2 separate regions of the Gossypium hirsutum genome follow, and region 1 is linked to region 2. The links are chromatin contacts, called in public Hi-C maps. All regions are on one chromosome and are shown on one strand. The core of a region is the stretch at or near the end of the contact, and the rest is flanking DNA. Distances in the headings are between cores, read along the strand shown. Region 1 holds the start of LOC107935852 (protein CHROMATIN REMODELING 4). Region 2 holds the start of LOC107935860.

What was found. A called contact is a pair of places that touch in the nucleus more often than the background predicts.
Region 1: a Hi-C map of leaf shows a contact between it and region 2, with 2.5 times the contacts expected there. The contact joins the promoter of LOC107935852 here to the promoter of LOC107935860 in region 2. A contact is called at or near these places in 3 of 34 Hi-C or Micro-C datasets (all in leaf).

The regions. Positions count from the first base shown.
Region 1 is chrA12:9,506,235-9,509,528 of Gossypium_hirsutum_v2.1, forward strand. LOC107935852 (protein CHROMATIN REMODELING 4) reads left to right here and starts at 1,463. Exons shown (of 12, transcript XM_041082671.1): 1 at 1,463-2,239.
Region 2 is chrA12:9,357,003-9,360,324 of Gossypium_hirsutum_v2.1, forward strand. It overlaps LOC107935860, which reads right to left and starts at 1,278. Exons shown (of 10, transcript XM_041082651.1): 1 at 993-1,278; 2 at 353-404. It also overlaps the pseudogene LOC107922147.

The DNA.
Region 1 (3,294 bases), core at 213-2,712, 150 kb after region 2:
ATTTACAATAGGAAGTTCAGTAAGCTGAACTTTCCCTTCCACTCTTAAATAAGTGGCTTCATATAAGTAGTAAATCTTCTTAGCAGAGTGAGATTTTAGTGGAAAACTAGGCATTGAAATGAGAGCATTGGAGACAGATGGACGGGCTGAAGAGGTTGCTGTCATTTTTTATGAAACTTCTTTTTTGAGAATAAGCTTAGACAAGAGATGTATAAAATTTTAATTAACATGATTATCCACTTTTACTTAAGTACTTTTCCTTTTACTTTTCCTTTATTAGTCACTGAGTGTGTACTATTAAGAATCTTTATTAGATATGATGAATGTATTGCATCATGTATTAGTACGTTTAAATTTTATAATTGTATTATCAATGAAACGTTACAGAAATTTTCAAAAATTTTAAGAAAGAAATAAATAAAATTTGATTAATACACATCGGGCTATTCGCCCTTTAAAGTGGTATATGAGTTGAGTTCAGAATGTCGTGAGACAGTTCGATCCATATCTGGTGTGGGCATTAGAACATTGAGAGGACTGAGAAGGACCCACCTCAATATGAGTGTTCCCCCATTCCGACTTCCCTTGAACTTCCAGTAGCATAGCCGAGATGGCAAGGGGTTCTTTGTCACTGTAGGGATCTAGTGAGAGAAGTTTTGAGAATTCAAGAGAATGTCACGACGAGACAAGTCTTTTAATATTAGGATAAGTGTCAAATGTCTCTTCTATTACGAAGATCGTTGGGTCACAAAACTTATCTAGAGAATATTTTTATTTGCATTCACATCTTTTAGAAATAGTCGTTAAATTAGGTTCTTAGTTAGGTGAAGGAAGTATGACTGTTTTACCAATAATTGAGACCCAATCGAGAGAAGTTATTACATATATTCCTACTAACGTAGTTTTCATTAAAGATAAACAAATATTCTTATTCATCGATCTATTTAATGCTGGAATCAGACCTGATATTAATAAGGGGATTTCTGTCTCCAAAATAGGACCTGCAGCTTAAATTAAAGATGTAAAAGAAATTGCTTGTAAATCATAATTGGAATTGACCTAATTCGTTGAATTAGAAACCTTTTTACTTCTAATCTCGATAAAGCAACTCAAAATTAATTGGAAGGAGGAAAACTTATACATTTTACATTTTAAAGTTGTTATTTGAAATTATTTACACTTATTAAATGCTTAACGGATAATGTAGTTAAATAGCAAATAATAAATCTGGATTAGATTTAGTAAGTAAACTTTAAAATTTATAAAAATTATAAATCTCTTAGTTTTTATTATACATAACTAGTTATACTTATAAGCTTAACCCTTAAAACCAAGAAAAGTGCTCGTTAGAAAATCGAAGATTGGTATTAAAATATTTAATGAGTATCTCAACAAAACGAAAATTGATAAAAAAAAAAAAACCTCGAAGCAATGTCGGAATCAAACAAAACAAAACCGAGTAAGAGGAAATAAAAAAAGATTAAAGAAAGAAAAGAAGGCATAATATTAATAAGAGACAGCAGCGTATACAATAAGAGGGGTCTGATCCAAGTCCAAGCAAAGCAAAGCAAAGGCAAAGCATGGCGGCGATTACGAGGAGAGGAGAGCGAAAGGAAAGCAAGGTTCTTTCGTGGGCAGTGGTGTGGTGGCTTTGGGCTTGGGGAGAAGAGAAAGGAAATAAAAATAGACAAGGAATGTAGAAAAACAAAAAGAAAAAGGGCAAACAAAATAGGAAGTGGCGTCTGGTGAAGCCACGTGGCACATCATCAGTGGTTAGGTAGGAGAGAGAGGGAGAGAGGGAGAGAGGGGAGGAGGAAGGGCTGCTTTCCCTTTCCTTAATATCTCTCTTTCTCATGCGCTGCCATGTCAGAGTGGTAACCCCGTCCGTCCCCTATTTCCCCGGCGAATCCGTATCGTATGCTCTCTTCACTCTCTATAAAACCCCCTATCCTTCTCTTTACACCTTTTCTCTCTTTATTTTTATTTTTCGAGTTGGGGTTAATTTTTATTATTTTTGTCAATTCTCTCTATATTTATTTTCATTTTTTTCTCGTGTCTTTGCCTTTTCTCTCTCTGTCTCGTATCTCTCTCTCTTCGCTCCCTTTTCTTTGCTTTGCTATACCCTAATACCCTCCCTTCTCTCTCCTCCTCCATCTGTTTTTATTCACTACATCTCTCAATCTGTTACTCTTCATATTATTCCACTTGGTTTTGATTCTTTGATCCACGAGCAAGGTTGGTAAGCTTCTTTTCCTATCTGGGTATTACTTATTTCCTTTTTTTAGCTTTGGGGTTTTCTAATTTAGGTGCCTTGAGCTGTCTATTATGTGTATTCTGATGTTTTATTGCATGTTCTCTGTTGTTTTCATGTTTGGGAGGTTTGTGTTTATACTTTGATTGAAATTTGGTGGGCTTTTGCAGTAATTCCGAAATTGGGGTTCTGTGAGTGAGTTTGTCATTGCAGGTGAGTTTTGTTGAAATGGGGTTTTCAGTTCAATGCAAGCTCAACGTTTTATGCATATATTGAATTTTCGAAACTGATTCTTCAATTTGGCTCGTTTTCCGTGTTAATTTGCTGTGCATTTTATGGTCATTTGTTTGGTTTAGATGTTTTATTTCATTCCTAGACTAGATAGTGGCTCCTAGCTATTACATTTCCCAAGCTGTTCTAATTTACCACTGGGATTTAGGCTTGCATTTGTTCTTGTTGCTGATTGAATTGAGTGTAGAATGTGTCAAACCTGGGTAAATGCTGTTACTTCCGATTTTTCATTTTTTTTATCCCATAGATGATGCCTGGATTAATGATGCTACTTCTGTCATATTGTCTGATTCCGTTGTTGCTTCTGCTCTATGTAGAATATGGAGTTTGGATTTGGTTTGACTATTATGTTCACCTTTTTAATTAAACCATAGTGACTTTCTTTTGGTATTTACATGGATTGATTCTGTTGCTTTAGTTGAATTAGGTTTTTTTATATTGGTACTTCAATTTTGACAGTTTAGAAACAAGCACTGAGAATAATGTGAACTGTGATGTTGCCTATTCGCGGCAGTTTGAAGTTGGTTGAATTACAAAAGACTAATCTGAAGTTGAGTTTGTTTGGCCTCGTCTAGAAACTGGAATAAATGAGGTGTTCAATATCATGAGTTTATGTTTTAAGTAATTCAGTATGATTTCCCTCTTCCTACCCTCTGCTTTAAAAAAAAAAAAAAACCGCTTTTCTGAAATGCTTTCAGTCTGTTTGCATGCATCCTTCACCATTCTTTGGAGTAATAAAACCATTGTTGCTT
Region 2 (3,322 bases), core at 28-2,527:
TGCACAGTTTTATAATGAAAAAACTAGCACTGCCATTCCACTACAATAAACTATTTTAAGAAACAACACCGTCCACACTAATAAATAACCAATTTGTTTAAAAGACAATAACCTCACAAACAAGGTCAATCAAGCATTGCATTATTATATTGATGCACATAAATGGAATTAAATACAAACCACAACTTATAAAGAGCACAATATTTTTCAAGATAAATGAACCCAGTCTAATTTTTCGGGAGAAGTAATTCTTGCACTTGGATCATACCATATATTTAGCACAAATACCCTAAATTTAATTGAGAACCTCATAATAGAATTTTTGAAGTTAATTTTCTGTTAGGATTCTCACCTTCTAACAACTTTCAATAAAACTTTTAACGCAACAGAGAACAGAATTGAAGCTGTAAAAAACATTTCAACTGAATCATACATCTGAGACTTTTTTTTTTTGGGGGGGGGCAAAGTTAAACAAAAGAATCGAAGATACAAAGCAGTAGTTATAATGCATCTGAAGCAAATCTAGAACCCTAAACATGAATTATAAATAACGCGGATTCCAAGAAAAATATGCGAAGGAAATGGTGCAGATCAAACAAACATTCCACGAAACTACTTAAATCAATCCCACAAAGTGTGATCCCATACAAGGCAAATCCAACTTGAATACCGATTTACTTAAATCCATGATAAAACAAATAATTTATATGGTTGAAATGACAACATCGAAATTAAGTAGTAATAATAACATGCAGTGAGAGTCGGCAGTCTAATCTTTAAAAAAAAAAAAGAACTCTAAATATTCTCTCCAGCACTGATCAGACACTAAAAAAAACTATACTTCTGTACAAATAGAACCATCACCACGCCTATAACCAAATCGAAATATAAATTCGAATCGGAACTGAAAACCATAAACAGATTGAAGGCTATAAACTTTACTAAAATCTCACACTAATCCATAAAATAAATAAATAAAAGAGTATGTTTACCTCAAGAAGGGAAAGCTGTGAACTTTTAAGCAGCAAAGGAGAAGATTATTAACTTTCTCTCTCTAAAATTCGCTCATTTACTCCGTCGAAGATTGTGATTAGAGAGTCGTCTCTCTTTCTCCCTCTATCATGTCCTTTTTCTTTTTCTTTTTTTCTTTTTTCTTATATGTTGGTTTTGATCTTACTATTATTAAATTTTCTATTTATTTTTCTTTTGTATTTTTCTAGATCTATAAAATTTTGCCTCTTTACGACCTTTTCGACACGGCAATCATTATTTTTTTAATCTTTTCTTTTCCCTTCTTTTAACTTCCTTTTATTTTACAATTTGCTTGAAAACGTCGGCAATTTGGCCCTCGACGCACAGGGTGACCGCGTAGAATGCACGGAGCACTTGTTTGTGCGTGTTCATCTAGGTGGTGTGGGTCCCGCGGTGAGAGACGGACGGTTATGGGTTGGTGAGACTGAAATTGGTCAGTGCTGTGCGAACAATTTATGATTTCGATTATCTTAATTTTATATTTTTCTTAAATTAAATTTTGATGTTTTAAAAAATATTTAATCATTTAAAATAATTCTTTGATATTTTAATTTTCAGTTTTATTATAGTGCTAAACTATCCAAAAACAGTTTCGACGGCTGTTACTGAAATGGAGAGTAAAGTAGGCCGTGTTTTTCAAGCTTTGCTTTATGGGCTCATTTACCCCTGGCCAAATCCTGTGGGCTAAGATTTATCGATCGCCAAGTCCGGCAAATGTTCCAGATTACACAAGCTTTGCTGACGACTCACTCATGGTTGGTATTCTTTTCTTTATTTTATGTTGAAACTAAGGTGTTCATGGTAACTAATCCTCTAGCTGCGAGTATTTTTTAAAAAGATAAAAGTCATGAAACGTGTTTCATTTTCTTAGGTAAAAATTGAACTCCTAATATCATAGTTAATGAATAAAGTGAGCAACCATCACATCTCATAATTTTCCTTTTCTGTTTTCATGTCTAGTATATTTATTCAATTTTTTTTCTTGTCAAAATAAATGTATAATTTGATAGAAAAATGATTTCAGAGTGAAAGACATTACAGAATGTGTCTAAAACTTCTAACTATGATGAATGTATTAATTATGGATATGATATCGAAAATAGACCAATTTTATATTACTTTCCAATTCGAACTACCAAAAGCAATGTCTCCTTACATAATATGGATTCTAAACATTCATAATCTAGATGTGAAAGAGGCAAATTACTTATCCATCGGTCTATTAGTGAACTATCTCTTCAAAGACTGTGAAAGATGTTCTACTAGAAATATTCTTGTTATTGCTACGACTTATATTCCCCAAAAAGTGGATCCCACTCTAATGGTCCCAAATAAATTAAATACATGTATTAATATACGAAGACTTCCTATTCCACAACAACGAATATCACTTTTTTCACTCTTTCATATATTAGGGGATTTCACTTGGAAAAGAAAATGTTTCGTACTAATGGATATGGGTCCATAACCGTGGATTCCAATGCACAAGATCTTGTAATATTTACCAATTAGGCCCTATCAATTAGTATTAAATAGAAGAAATCAATTATACACACTAACGCAATTAGATCTGCTCTTCATAGACAAACTTGAGGTTTGCAATCCCACGTGCTAGAATTTCATATTAAATTTGTAGTTTTATTAGTAATTTTCATAATTTTTTAACTAAACTAATAATTATGTTTTCGTATAATTAAAAAATAATATTTTTCAATAAAATTGTAACACACAATACAAGTTTATTGAATGCCATGCAATTTTTAACGTAAAATGAGATAAAATGATATTATTTTTTTATTCAAATGACAACATTAATTATAAGATAAACCTACACATTTCAAAAGAGACACTCGAATCTAAAATTTTAAAATTTCTAGGTCTCAACTTCGTCACTGAACTAAGATTCACTATAAATAAAATAATAATTTAAGTATCACTTCTAATAAAAATAATAATTATCAAACTGAGAATTAGGGTATAATTTAACACTGTTTGGATTAAAAGTAGTAAGGAGAAAAAGAAAGAAAGTAAACAAGTGAAAAGATAAAGAAAGTAAATAATTACTTATCCAGCGGAGCATATACTACTAAATCGTCGTAGCATAGGCTTGATACAAAATAGAACTAGTGGCATTAGCCAACGAAATAGACCTAAGCTCAACAAGTGTTTCATTACAAACATAAAGATAGTTCACAAAAGGATCACAATCCAATTATCCAAGGCAGTTAGCAGCTGAAGACTGCTTCCTTTACGCACCATGGCATCAATACCACGGTTTGCATCCCTAAAT